Linked DNA regions of Mus musculus: region 2 is linked to region 1. A link is a contact called in public HiChIP or PLAC-seq data. All regions are on one chromosome and are shown on one strand. Each heading gives the region's core, a stretch centred on a gene start, on an enhancer-like site or on the middle of the called end of the contact. The rest is flanking DNA. Distances are from core to core; before and after follow the strand shown. Region 1 has its middle 50 kb from the start of Gm39084. Region 2 overlaps Arhgap17 (Rho GTPase activating protein 17).

Region 1 (7,270 bases), core at 3,352-5,851:
GGCTCCTGTATCATCATGCCTGTCTGGATGCTCCCATGCTTCCTGCCTTGATGATAAAATATTTGCCTTTATAAGAGTTGTCTTAGTCATGGGGTCTCTTCATAACAATAGAAGCCCTAAGATGCTCCCAAGTTACTTTTGTTCAAGACGTTTGATCCCAGCAATAGAAACCCTAATGAAGACCGTTTCTAACAGGTACAATTAGATGGTTAGGTGAGAAGTGGGGGAGAGATAAGTGGCCAGAATGCTTTGAAGACATCAAACAGTTAAGGTTATGTATTTTGTGTGACATCTTATCCCAATTAAAGTAATACATTATGGCCAGTGAGATGGCTTTGTGGGTCAAGTCACTGCCACCAAACCTGAGGAGCTGAGTTTGATACCCAGAACCACATGGAAGACAGAAGGAGAGAACCAGCTCTCTGACTTCCATGTGCAAGAGCAGTGGGCACCAGGGGAACAGGCTCCTTCTCGCAGCTGTTAGCTGACTGGTTCCAGGGAGGTGAAGGGAGCAGGGGTTGGATAAGAGAGTGAATGATAGGAAAGCTGTGGTTTAGTATGGTGGCATACACTTGTAATCCAAGGAAGGCTGTAACAGGGGGAGTCACGAGCTTGGGACCAGCCTGGGATACCTACATATTTGTGATTTTATTTAAAACATTTTAGGAGCATTTGATTGATTTAGAGTGAAACCAAATGTTTTAAAATTTCCAAGTTAGTAATTACAGACTCTTTAAGATTGTAAATTGTGTTAAGCGCTTAGCAGTATCTGTTGAATTGTAAGTTGGCTTTGTCAGCTATCTGAAACACTTAAGAGTCTTAAATTTGTAATTGTAGTTAAAATGCCAATGCCAGGGAGATGTTTGCTAACCAAGTTTGTAGATGACTTTAATACTTAAGAGAAATTTACAAGCTAAGTCAAGTTTACAAGCCGAGTCGGCTACACAAGAGAACAAATAAAAAGTCAGCTTCAGACAAGATGGGTCGAATTTATTAATGCAAGAGTTGAATCTGAGAATTATATAAAAGGTCTAGGAGGGACTGGGGTTTTAGATACATAATTTTAATAGGTTGAGCATTGGTTAGAAAATGAGTAACTGTGAGTATATTTGTCTGCAGCCTGAGGCTCAATGTCAAGTATGAACAGCCGTGTTTGCTGTCTGTAAGACTCCTAGGACAGTCTCAAGATCGTATGTTCTGTGTTTTAATGTCTACTCCTCACAATACACTCGAATTTCACCAAAATAACAGATAAAAGTATACTTATGTCCATATACACTTTATCAGATAAGTCCATCACTACTCCCAAAGAGGAAAGAGTGGGCTAGGGGTTCCTGGGCCTGGCTCTGCTTCCCAAGGAGGCCTCTGGGAAAGTCAAGGTGAGATGCACACCAATATGGGGGTGAGATCTTTCTCCCCGGGCCTCTGCTAAGCTAATTAATTACAGAGCCACATGTGTCCTGGCTGGGTCAGACACTGCCTTTCTGCCTTCTAAAATCAGGAGAATTGAGCATCCTGTGGCTAATTTTTGAACAAAGGACTATGTTTAATTTGCTCTGGGAAAGGCTCTGAACTTTAGGACTGGCCAGGATTGGGAGGCAGATTCTTTCTCCCCCCCCCCCCGCCCCCATTTTTGTGTGCATTAGTGTGTGTGTGTGTGTGTGTGTGTGTGTGTGTGTGTGTGTGTGTGTGTATGTAAGGACCATGACACATGTATGGAGGTCAAAGGACAACCGCAGGAGTAATTTTTCTCCTTCTATCACATGGGTTCTGGAGATCAACTTCATGTCTTCAGGCTTGGTAATAAGTGTCCTTATTGAAGGGCCATCTCGCCAGTCCTCCTCCTCCTCTTCTTCCTCCGTCCTTTCTCTCTATCCCTCCTCTCCTTTTCTTCCTTCCTCCTCCTCCTTCCTTCTTCTTCATGTTGTTATTGTTTTTATTATTATTATTAATTAGAGCCAGGGTCTCTCACTGAAACTAGAATTTACTAATTCAATAAGATTAGCTGGCTAACAAGCCCCAAGTATCCTGTTCCTACCTCCCCAGGGCTAGGATTACAGGCTAAAGCTGCTGTGCCCATCTTTTTATGTGGGTGCCAGAGATCCAAACTCAGGTCCTCCTCTCCAAAGGAGCCTTCTCCACAGACCTCCAGACCTCCTTTTACCATAGGGCCTCTGAAACAATGGAGACTGAGGTTAAAGCAATATTTGTCCCAGATCTCAGCTTCATGCTTCTCTCTAAGACAGAAGTAGCCACTGGCGCTACTGAAGGCCACCAATGCTGGGCTAATACTGAACTCTAAGAAGAATACAGAGCCCTCCTCTGAAATATAGGCTACTTGGTCTGGCAATACATTTACCTCCATCCTTTTTTATCCCATGAGTTGGCTCCTGAAAAAGGAACAGGATTTTCATTTGGATTAATGGCCCAACTTCTAAAATCATAAAGTCCAGAGAAAGGACGCTAAAGACATACAAGCCAGAAGTAAGGGTGTGGAGAGATGCTCACTGCTCAAGAGCACTTGCTGCTCTTGCAGAGCGTCTGTGTTCAGTGCCCAACACCTGCATGATGGTTCACAGCTTTCTGTTACTCCACTTCCAAGGTTCCAACACCCTTCTCTGGCCTCTGGAGACACTGTGCCCACACTGTGCACAGAAAATACACTCTTACACCAAAAAATAAATCTTTAAAAAACTGGAAAAAGGGGGGCTGGAGAGATGGCTCAGCGGTTAAGAGCACTGACTGCTCTTCCCGAAGGTCCTGAGTTCAAATCCCAGCAACCACATGGTGGCTCACAACCATCTGTAATGAGATCTGGTGCCCTCTTCTGGAGTGTCTGAAGACAGCTACAGTGTACTTACATGTAATAAACAAATAAATCTTAAAAAAAAAAAACTGAAAAAAAAAAACCCTCAACCCACCCTCCACAACCCATAGACAAAATTGATGAGAGGAAACATCAATTACAATAACTGTAACTGGGTTAAATCTCCTCATCAAAAGAACTCAGGTGACATTGCTGAGGTTCAAGTTCGTTCAAATTCCCTTACCTCAGCACTGTCTCTGTGAATTTTCTGTGGTTTCAAGATTTTCACAGTAATAGTATAGTGTTCTTGCAACCTCTTAAGTTCATGGTAAGGGGGAAAGAATCTTTGAATGTTTCTCTAGCCTCTGTAGGCACCTGCGTTCATGTGCACACACCCACATGCAGAGACATGTCTACATACAATTAAAAACGATAAGAAAACAAATCTCAAATCATTTTATATATAGGGCTGTGGAGATAGCCAGTGGCTAAGAATGATCACTGTACTTTTTGCCTTGATACCTAGTCCATTTCAGGCAGCTTGCCCACTGCTTGTAACTGATGGCCTCATATGGTTTCCGCAGGTACCTGCATACATGTGGTGCACACACGTGCACATAAAAATAAAATACATTTTAAAATCTTTAAAATTTTTTTATTTAGGCCTTGGGAGGTGGTTCATTGGGTAAAGTGCTTGCTGAGCATGTATGAGGGGTGGGATGTGGCTCTACAACACCTATGTAATGTCAGGTGCATATGGTAACCTTTGCATAGTCCTACCATCTGGCAGGCAGAGACAGAGGTTCCTCAGAGCAAGCCAGCTAGCTAGACTAGCCAATCAGTGAGCTTTGGGATTGAGAGACTTTGTCTCAGTATGTAAGGTGGTGAATAAGGAAGTGAACGAGGAAGACACCAGATGCTAGCCTCTGGCCTCTGTACACATGCACACACATGTGCGTGCACATCCCCCCACATGTGCACCTGAATGCATGTGAATGCATATGTGTGTGTGTGTTGTGTGTGTATGTGTACATCTGTTTCTACCTACCTTTGTCTTTATCTCTGTGCCTATGTCTGGGCTAATGACAGATCCCATTTTTTTCTATTAAATTAGAATGTATTAACAACTATTTGCTTTTAAATAAGGCAGCAAATGTTTGATGACCCCAACAGTTGGTTCCACACTGACCAAGAAATAATGGTGAGGTTCCATGGAAGACTTAGCTTTTCATTAGCAGCTAAGGACACACCTCACTCCAAAGCTGAAAGGTTAGATGTTTTAACTAGGCAGGTGGCTAGCTGCAAATAAGTTTCTAGTTAATTTTGTTTGGGTTCATCACTGGAAAGACCTTCTTCACATTTCCTGGTATTTTGTACAGCTCTTAAGTACATGCCCTAATACATTAAATAATGTGTCTTTTCTTTACCAAAGAACAAAGAAGCTGAGTGTTTGGAAAGTGTTCACCCGGCTGCCAAAGCCTCCTCCTGCAATGAGTTCAATTTCCTGGTGTCTTATCCTCAGTACTGAATGTCCTATTATGCCAGTCTGTCCCTCCAAGCCGCTGACCACAGCGTGTTGACACACCACTTGAAATCAGAGATAACATTTCTTCCCACCTCTGACAAAGACAAGGGCCAGGCCTGTGATTTCTTTGGCATTGTTAATGCTATACAGAAATTGTAACACCTCTTTCCTTTCGATTATTCTTATGAGTATTGTCCCCACTGGACAGCTAATGTGCGTTGGTGTTGAAAAAGCATGAGTCACACCACCGGGTGCTTCACAGGATACTTGGAAAAGGAACACCCTCTGGGGAGGAGGCAGTGCTAACAATCTTCACCATCGTCAATGCCTGCTTCAAATCAGGCTGCGGACTGTTAACCGAAACCATCTCTAGCAAGCAAAGCACCAGGCAGCTCAGCACTCAGACGTGTCTGTTTCTGAGTAGTGGAGTGAGATCGGGGGATCCGTGTATTTCTGCCCTTTGTTTTTAACACCTATCCACTCCCTGAGCTACCGGTCATGTGGCCTGCTGAGGCCCAGTGAGATGCCAGCAAATTCAGCCATCCAGAGATGCTGTGTGTTGTATATGTATGGTGCGAGCATTTGAGTGTGCATGCCCTTGTGTCTGCATTTGGAGGCCAAAGCAGGGTGTTGGAAGGTCTGTGTGTTCTATTGCTCTGGGTGGTATTGCCTTGAAACAGAATCTCACTGAGCCAGATTGCCATTAGGCCACAGTGGCTTGCCAACAAGTTCTCGGGCTCCCCCCCCCCCCCCCCGACTCTGCCTCTCAGTTCTGAAGTTACAGACACATTCAGCCGTAGCTGGCTTTTTTTTTTTTTTTTTTTTTTTTTTTAAGATTTACCTATTTATTATATGTAAGTACACTGTAGCTGTCTTCAGACACTCCAGAAGAGGGAGTCAGATCTTGTTACAGATGGCTGTGAGCCACCATGTGGTTGCTGGGATTTGAACTCTGGACCTTCGGAAGAACAGTCGGGTGCTCTTACCCACTGAGCCATCTCACCAGCCCCGTAGCTGGCTTTTTAACATGGGTGCTGGGATTCAAAGTCATGCCCTCATGCTTGCAGAGTAAGTGCTCTTGCCCTCCCAGGCATCTCCCCAACCCACCATGCAGAGATTTGAAAAGTGCTTGCATGTCTGTGCCCCTATGCTTTAACAAATGAAGATGTTTCAGCACATGGCCAACATGTGGATTGGAGTTGAACTGTTCAGTTGTCTTAACCAACTCTGCCCCAAAGTGAACTCGGCTAAAACCACATGACCTTTGGGTTTGCAGAGGGCTTTGTGTTAATGAAGGCCCCATGCTTGGTTCAATGCTCTCTGGCCCTCGTCTGGAAAGTCTTAATACTTTTTAGTAAGAGGACCCCATTTTCCCTGTGTGCACTGGGAAACGTGTAAAGCACGTTGCCGGTCCTCCTACATCTGAGCTCTGACTCCTGAGTGAGTCTTGGGATGTCCATCCTTGCCATTCTTCAGACACCAACAAGCACATCCTTGTTCCTTCAGCGGGTTGTGTTGCTTTGCAACACTGTCAAGATATGTAAACTAAATTGACTGTCCTCCCTCAGAAGCCTCTCAATACGCTTCTTCTTCAATATATTTATTTTCATATTTTTGGTTGTGAGCCTAGCCTTTAAAGGCTGAACCATCTCTTCAGCCCAATATTTATTTGTATGTGTGTGTGTGTGTATGTGTGTTGCACTGTATGCATGCAGTACCAGAATGGGCCAGAAGAGGGTGTCAAATTCCCTGGCACTGGAATTATAGGTCTTTGTGAGTGGGAATACGGGTGCTGGGAATCAAACCGAGTTCTGGGGGGGGAGAGCCAGTGCTCTTGATCACTAAGCCATCTCTCTGGCTCTAGAATGCATTTCTCAAAAACCCAATAGATTACATAAAAAATAGAAAAAAAAATAGGAAAAAAAAAAGCCTTTGGGCTTTGCTTCTGGTGACTGCTACACCTCAGAACGGTCACATTTCCTTTTTCTTCCCTCAGCACTGAGAACTGAGTCTCCTCCAGGCTGGGAAAGTGCTCTACTGCGCTGTAAGCTCAACTGTTGTTTGTGCTTTTAATTTTGAGATAGGCTCTTACTACGTTGCCAGGCTTGCCTTGAGCTCACTCTGCCACTCATCTGGCCTTTGTACTTGTAGCTTTTCTGCTTTAGTCTTCCAAATAGTTGGGATTGGAGACCTGTGCCACCAGGCCCCCTCTATGTCTTTCTCACATATGCTTTACATGAAATGTGATTTTTCTCTACCAGTGGCGACTCACAGAGGACACAATGTTGGCTGGTGGTGTACGCCCATGTTTGTTGGGCATCTGCTGTAGATAACCCTAACTCTGCACTTGCTTTCTCTCCCAGCTGTTTTTTGTTGTTGTTGTTATTGTTGGTTTGCTTTGACTTTGGTTCTTTAAGACTGGGTTCACCTCTGTAGTCCAGGCTAGGCTGCAACTGCCAATCCTCTGACTTTCCCCTCCTGAGTGCTGGGATGACATCTGTATCAGTGTATGGATTCTCTTAGCATTTTGTTTACCATCAACTTTGTGTAGGGTATGTGTGTGTACAGTGTGCGAAGGTGGGTATGCGTTTGCCATGGCGTCCATGTGGAGGTCAGAGGGCAACTGCAGGTGTCTGCTTGAGGCATGGTCTCTTGCTGGGTGCTCATTGCTGTGTAAGGCAGGCTCACTGGCCAGTGTCTTCTGTCACCATAGGAAGACTTGGAGGGCAGACGCTTGTTCACTGCATCTGGCTTGGGGGAGGGGGAGGGAGGTCTCTGGAGATGTGAACTCTGTCCTCAAGCTTTACAGCAAATGCTTTATCCACTGAGCCATCCCCCACCCAAATCCTGCCCAGCACTGCTGGATATTTTGTTTTGAGACAAAGAATTCACTATGCAGCCCTGACTGGCCTAGAACTCATAAAAAGCCTGCTTGCTGC
Region 2 (7,270 bases), core at 3,170-5,669, 250 kb before region 1:
CCGAATCCTCACATGTGGAAGGGCAGAAGGGCACTTTGCCAGGAAAGCTTGTGTCATGCTGGAATGTGAAGGAGCTAGACGGTCTGCTGAGGCACAGTGACACTAGGACCAGGGACATTGGTTTGAGGCCATCAGAGCTGAATGTGAAGGCTCCTAGGAATCCAGTGATTTCTAAATCACGTCCCTTGTGCCCCAGACTTCATGATGTGACAGGTACATGAGAGAACAGCTTAAAAGTAGGAAGTGTTTATGTAAGCCTCGGGTGTCATCTGGCTGAGTGGCTGTGAGCATCTGACAAGGGAGACTCTCATGGCAGCAGGAGCAGGTGGCAGAAGTGTTAAATCAGAGAGCCAGAGAGGAAAGGGCCAGAGACCTTTAAAGGTCTTTAGAGGCACCACCAGTAAAATTCCTTCCCACAGATGTGAAGCAGCATCTGTCCCTTCTTCCAAGGTCCCAACCAAAACCTGAGGCATGATTCTGCCAAAGTTCAGTGGGGAACCAATAAATTATTTGGTTTCCTTTTAGAAACTTGGGGATGGGGAGTGATTATAGGGCTGTGACCACTCCCTCTGTAGCCAGCTGCATTAGAAGAGGGCGTCCCCCAAAGCCACATAGATAAAGCTCCCACTCTAGTCTCACTCAGCCTGTATGCTGCATCCCCTCAGCCCACACCAGGCCACCTCAGGCAGTTCCACTCTGCTGCGGAAGGATTGATAATACTGGGTAATTCTTCCTCTTGGGCTGTTACTGGCAAACTCATAGGATAGGGCCTTGTGGGTGATCTTTTTGTATCTGTTGTAAATATTTTATCCATTAGCAATTATCGAGATGCCCTGACAGCTTGCAGAGATGTGAGGCTGCCAAGGTGAAGCATTTTAATTGTGTGAACTTCTTGCAGAACGCTGGCTGAAATAGCGGCTGCCACATCGGTCCACGTGGTTGCAGTGATTGAGCCCATCATCCAGCATGCAGATTGGTTCTTCCCTGGAGGTACTCATGGGTCCAGGCTTACGGATGCTGAAGCTGTGCCACAGTAGTACACCACATTTTTTAAAGGAAGAAAACATGTTGCTGGTTATGTAATTGGTTTTTCTTCCTCACACTTCACTTCAGATTTCGTTCATGTACATTCATATTTTGATATGGTGATAATTATATTATTTTCCGATTCCCTTAGTTTCACTAAAATATGCTTGCATAGTATGTATTGAATTCCGGCTAGTGGCTATGGTTGTATACTGTCTGCTCTGAAGGAACTTGGATTCCCCGAAAAGGCAACCATATAAACAGATCAGTTATAAAATTATCAAGTGGCAGATTAGAATGTTGGATAGAGAAAGATTTGACAAGCTTAGTTGCTGAGAAAAGAGAGCCAAGGTCTGCTTTTTAGGAGTGATGCTGCCAGCACAGGGGCCCTTCACTTAGCACAGGTTTTGTGGTGAGCGTAGACAGTTGTTTGGACTATCAAAAGTAGAAAATAAAGCAGGCAAGGCTAGGGCTGGTTGGAGCTGGTTTGTGAAGGTCAGAGGATTAGGGTTTTATTCTGTAGCTAGTGAATTTTCCAGTTTCTCTTGTTGTGATCATGGGATCCACAGAGGTTCCCATGGCCTCCTCCTCAGGAGCTGGTTGTATGGATGTTGTGTCCCCAGGTGTTGCCCCTGCTTTTCTCAGTACAGCCCAGCTGCCTCGTGCACTGCAGTGTGAGCTCCTGATGCCTGATGCAGGGCTGGGCTCAGTTCTTTTCTGTCTTCCTGTCCTCGAATCAATCATTGCTGCTGCTTAGCAAAAATGGGTAGGAGAGAGATCTATTGTCCTTGAGCTCCTCCTGTGGACTACCGAGGCTCTCCTCCCACTGGGGCATTGGAGACCCCCCCCCCCCCCCCCGTGCCAAGTCTCACATTTGTTTCTCTTCTGACAGAGGTAGAATTCAATGTATCAGAAGCATTTGTGCCACTTGCTACCCCGAATTCTAATCACTCATCCCATACTGGAAATGACTCTGACTCGGGGACTCTGGAGAGGAAGCGACCTGCCAGCATGGCAGTGATGGAAGGGGACTTGGTGAAGAAGGAGAGGTACGTGCAGAGCTGGTCACTTCCACAGAAATAATAGGTGTCATGTAGGAGGACACTCAACCATGCATCTGGTACTGGCTTAATGGCCTCCTTTGTGACCGTGACCTACAGAGTCTAGATAATTCAAGAACCACATTGTCCAACTCTACAGGCATTAATCTGTGCACAAAGTAGGGGGCGTAGCCTGTCTGTTAACATCTGCACCTTGTGCACCAGCCTTTACTTGATGGCCTATTTGTGCCCACGGTAAAAAGAGTGCTGTCACACACACTAAATCCACTTACATGTGTCTTGAGTGTTAAGGAAACATAGTTAACGTGTGGATTTTTGGCTGAGAATCATATGAAGACAACCACATTTCCCAGTGAGCTGTGGAGAAACATATTTTTGGCCTTGATATATTTGCTAACTGCTGAGAGAAGCCCCAGAATTTGACAGTCCTGGATGGGAGAAAATGTATGTTTTAAACTTCGAGGCAGTATATTTCCATCCTATTGTCTATGGGCACTTTATGAGATGTTCAGTTCTAATTAAGACTATGATTCCTGCCTTCATCGGGCAACGTAGCCCTTAAGTGAGGAAAATGCTAGCAAGTGACAGTTTCTCCAAGTAAGATGAAGCCGTGTGAAGCAGCTCGCTGCCCTCATACCCTGGCAGACTGCTCACCGTGGGCTTCTCTTGTTCAGAGAAAGCTTCGCTTCCATAGAGGCTTTCCCTGAGATTCACCGTCATCCTTTGTAATTGACTACTGTGACCTGAACCTCACTCAGTCCTTGCCATCGTCCCCTGGTGGCCTATTAGAGCAGTTACTCTTCTGAATTTAAGTTACATGAGGTGTTATTAGTCTCATTAGCCCATGACACACCATTCTTAGCTGTCTGCTCTGCTTATTCTCCAGAAAACATCAGTTAATGGGGTCCAGGCTCTCAATGTTCCAAACTTAAGAAAAGAAAATTAGGGGGCTGGAGAGGTGGCTCAGCGGTTAAGAGCACTGACTGCTCTCCTGAAGATCCTAAGTTCAAATCCCAGCAACCACATGGTGGCTCACAACCATCCATAATGAGATCTGACACCCTCTTTTGTGTCTGAAGACAGCTACAGTGTACTTACATATAATAATAAATAAATCTTAAAAAAAAAAAAAAAGAAAATTAGGTTTGGCAATGCAGACCCTAATGCTCTGAATGAAGAGTGTGTTCCTTCTGCCCCATCCTCCAGACGCCATCCTACCAGAAACCAACTGTTTTTTCCAGCTATCCATAGCTTTCAGCCAAATGCACACATACACACAGTTGCGTCTGTGTCTCCTGCAAGCTCAGGGGCAGTGGTGTGGCCTTGCACAGCCACTGGTGTGCTTATGGATGTGGCTTCCACCTCCTCACATGTGAGATGGGAACTCGATCGATCGATCGGCACAGAACTGTGTCACTCGACATGAGGCTGCCTGCTTGCTCTCAGCTGCACACACCACCTGCTCAGGGGCATCTGTTGATCAGTGTGTGAGGTTGGCTTTGCTAGGGTTCAAAGCCAGAACCAGGTGCTTGCTTTGGTAACTGGGATGACCGCTGACATGTCTTGCCACTTACCTGCATGCTGGGCAACGTGGGCGGCGTCCCTTCAGTGGTTTTAACAGTGAGAACCTGCGGGCTTCTGTCTCTCTAGTCGGCATGTGTGGTGTGTTGACTGTTTCTTCTCTCTGTGTAGCTTTGGTGTGAAGCTAATGGACTTCCAGGCCCACCGGCGGGGTGGCACTCTAAATAGAAAGCACATAGCCCCCGCTTTCCAGCCGCCACTCCCGCCCACGGATGGCAACGCCTTGGCTCCAGCAGGCCCAGAGCCCCCTTCTCAGAGCTCTAGGGCTGACAGCAGCTCAGGGGGTGGGCCTGTCTTCTCTTCTACGGGCATATTGGAGCAGGGGCTGAGCCCAGGTGACAGCAGGTAAGGAGCCCACTTCTGCTGGCAGACAAGGCTGGATGCCCCTGCCTACTTCCAAGTGGCCATCTTTGGCGTGGCGGCAGAGAGCAAACCAAAGTTGCTTTCACTCCTTTGGTTAGTGGGGGAGAGAGATTGCAAATTGCTTGTTTGCTTAGCAGCACATGTTGGTGTGCTTTGGTGCTGGAAAGTAGAGACTAACAGGTGTCTAATGGTGTGCTCGGCCTCTACCTGTTCAGTGTGTAGCTCTCAGTGTTCACGTACCCTTTGCCTGGGCGCTAGCTGAGTCACAGGATTCTTGCCATTTGTCATCCGTTTGCTCATTTAATAATTACATTCAGTTGCACAGAGTTGCCAAATAGCTGCTGTTGCACCAGGCTGCCAGCACACTGGGTGACTAAGGGTCCCTCCACCCCTTAGGCACACGGGTCCAAGAAAGAAAGTAAGGTGGCATGTGTTCTGAAAAGGCTTGTTCATTTGCTTGAACTTTGACACGATGCTGGGAGCTGGGCTTCACAGGGATTACCTTACGAGGCCTTCAGGCTGGAGATTTCTGCTCTGTACCACCCAGTTCTCCACTGATCAAGCAGAGGCCACTGCAGGACTGATCTCTGCTTCAGATCTGGTGGCTCTACAGGAGATGAGCCCTGCCCAAGTGCTGATGTTTCAGTTGTCATTGTTTTAGTCCTTGTCTTTGGACAGCCACACAGTGCCCCATGGTCACAAATGCACAAATGTGCATATGTGTGCAGTACATGTGCACAAAGCAAAGCCTGTTTACCATGTGTGGTTTATCACACAGATGGGTTTCCTTGCGGAACTCTGATTGCATCTTTTTGGTGGTTAGCCCATAATCCCAGTTACTTGGAAGGAAGAATAATTACAAGTTCAAGGCCAGTCTGGGTAACAGTGAGACCTTGTCTCAAAGTAAAAACTAAAGCATAGGGCTGAGGATGTAGCTCAGGTCGGAGCACTTGCAAGGTATGTCAGTAGACGTCAGAGAGAGCACAGGACTCTTGTTTTATCGCCGTAGCTGGACTCAGTGCTTATGTTCATCCATGAGTCCTGTAATCTAGGGAAGTCCATCTTTCAGTCAAGAAGTCTTGGCTGTGCTTTAGGAATGTGCTGGAGGTACCATGCTGTCAGTGACCACTCCGACATGCGGGCCTTGGTTTTAGAGTAAATGGTTTTTGTTTGTCCAAGTGATAAGCCAATTTCCTTATGACATGCAGTTTGTTTAACCAAAGCTGAATATTTAAGGAAGTAGTCAGCCGTCTGCAGAAAGAGGAGTGTGTGTCAGCCATCAGTCTGCCTTCTAGTTTCTATACTTGAAATATCTTTGTGCACACTTCAATGGCATCTGCCCTTTGGTGACCTTGACAAAATGTGATCTTTGGTATAGAAAGCTGTGAGCCGGGAAGTAGGAGGCCTGAATTGGCTGTCAGCTTTAGGCTGTCATCGGGCAGCTCCTCAGAGCTCCTCAGTCCAGGTAACTGATGGCAGAGTTGCTTTATGTTTGTTACTTTTGTACAACAGCTAGGAAAAAGTCCCCAAGCCTCATTTGCTTAAAATAACACCCAATTTAAGGACATGCAAAACAGAACATGAGGCTTACTGTGGATGCTCTGAGATGCTTGGCCTTAATCTCTGTGGCAAAGGAGCTGAAACTTAGTCTGTTACAGGGAATCTCAATGCCTAGTCTCTGAGTAAGATCTACTTATCTGCCCAATCCGAGCTCTTTAAAATGTCAGATAATCTTCATCTCTCTGGGTTCCGATGATTTCTCAAACTCTCTCTGTAGGGCTGGAGAGATGGCTCAGTGCTTAAAATACCCGATGCTCTTCCAGAGGACCAGACTTCAATTCCCAGCACCCACAGGCTTGCATCCACCTGTAACTCTAGTCCTCCTCTAACGTCTGTGCATACCTGCACACATGTAGCACACACACAGATCTTAAAAACAAAACCCCATTGTGTTAGACACTGTTTTGTTTTGTCTGCCATTCTCCAGACGGTACAGCATACCCGGCATTCCGGTAGCTTCTCCACTGTCTTGGTTGTTATGAGAGGTGGCTCAGGAAGGTGTTGACAGTTAGGTTCTAATGCCATTTTGTATACAGGGCTGCCACAGCCTTGACTTTTGGTATCTGTAAGAAGTCCTGGAACTTCACATTCCCAACCCCCCTACAAGGATGAGCTAGATTTTATGTGCTTAGCTTCTACCAGGGAATGCCTGACCTCTGACTTGTAACTTCACGTTTACCCTTCTCAGTCCTCCAAAACCCAAAGACTCCGTGTCTGCAGCTGTCCCTGCAGCAGGAAGGAACAGCAACCAGATGACCACGGTCCCAAACCAGGCTCAGACAGGTGGCAACTCCCATCAGCTCTCAGTAAGCACACCTCACAGTGCAGCCGGTCCCAGCCCGCACACTCTGCGTCGGGGTAAGTGTCCCACATTCCTTGTGCTCGGGGAAAGTATAAGAACTTCTGGGAGCTACTGCAAAGGGTCAGGAGGGAAGACTCTGAGAAGTCTTTTTCATGCCTGTTAACAAGTAACAAGCAGGAAAATCCGTCATCAAAGAGGAAAAAGCATTGACGAAAACTGAAAGCATAGAGAAAAGAAATGCAGAACTGTAAAGGTCAACAGCCGAAATGAATTCTGCAGTCACTTCTGGGTTTCTAGGAGGTTGGTGTTCCAAGTCGTTGCTGTTTAGGAGCCACCGTAGCCTCTGATACTAAACTTCGTGAGCCAGACTTGCAGGGTCAGGGTTTTCTGGTTTTGGAGTAATATAATCTAAACAGCTCCCACCTGTCTCCTTTGCTCTCCTCAACCCAGCAGCCAGGCTGTTGCTCTAAAACTCAAAGAAGCCATGTCACCAATCCCATCTCTCCCACAGGCACAAGGCATTTCTGTCATGCCACTCTTTGGGGTTTTTGTCAGAGCATTTATTTTTCTTTCTTCTGTAATTATTCCCAACCCCTGTGCCATGGTGCACATGTAGGGTCAAAAGACAGCCTGGGTTTTGTCCTCACCTTCCACCTGTTTTTCCACTGCATTCTGGGTCCCCTGCCCAGGGCAATTCTGGGGCTTCTCTCGTGTCCACCTCCCATCTCTCCATTGGAGCACATCCCAGGTGTGCTCCCATGCCTGCCTTTCCATGGGTGCTGCTCCTCACACTCGAATACCAAGTGCTTAACCTGCCTGAGGCATTGTGTCCGACTGCTGAGTGTCTTTCTTGACCTGAATGTGTAAATTTGTTTAG

The links. HiChIP or PLAC-seq counts read pairs in DNA pulled down with a chosen protein or histone mark.
Region 2: an HNF4G HiChIP or PLAC-seq map of pancreatic cancer cells shows a contact between it and region 1. The contact joins two enhancer-like sites. A contact is called at or near these places in 1 of 115 datasets of contacts at active chromatin or transcription factors (pancreatic cancer cells) and 2 of 9 other capture datasets (adipose tissue and embryonic stem cells).

What each region holds. Positions count from the first base shown.
Region 1 is chr7:123,044,127-123,051,396 of GRCm38.p6, reverse strand. It overlaps a transcript of Tnrc6a not described here. Among named protein-coding and RNA genes, the nearest start is that of Gm39084, 50 kb to the left of the region's middle. Within about 2 kb of position 4,601, at least 76 of the 459 cell types and tissues checked have an H3K27ac peak or open chromatin away from gene starts, as enhancers often do. A contact at or near this core is called in pancreatic cancer cells, where this site is marked.
Region 2 is chr7:123,291,215-123,298,484 of GRCm38.p6, reverse strand. It overlaps Arhgap17 (Rho GTPase activating protein 17), which reads left to right. Exons shown (of 20, transcript NM_144529.2): 15 at 899-990; 16 at 1,919-2,075; 17 at 3,780-4,013; 18 at 6,280-6,449. Among named protein-coding and RNA genes, the nearest start is that of Arhgap17, 75 kb to the left of the region's middle. Within about 2 kb of position 4,419, at least 23 of the 459 cell types and tissues checked have an H3K27ac peak or open chromatin away from gene starts, as enhancers often do. A contact at or near this core is called in pancreatic cancer cells, where this site is marked.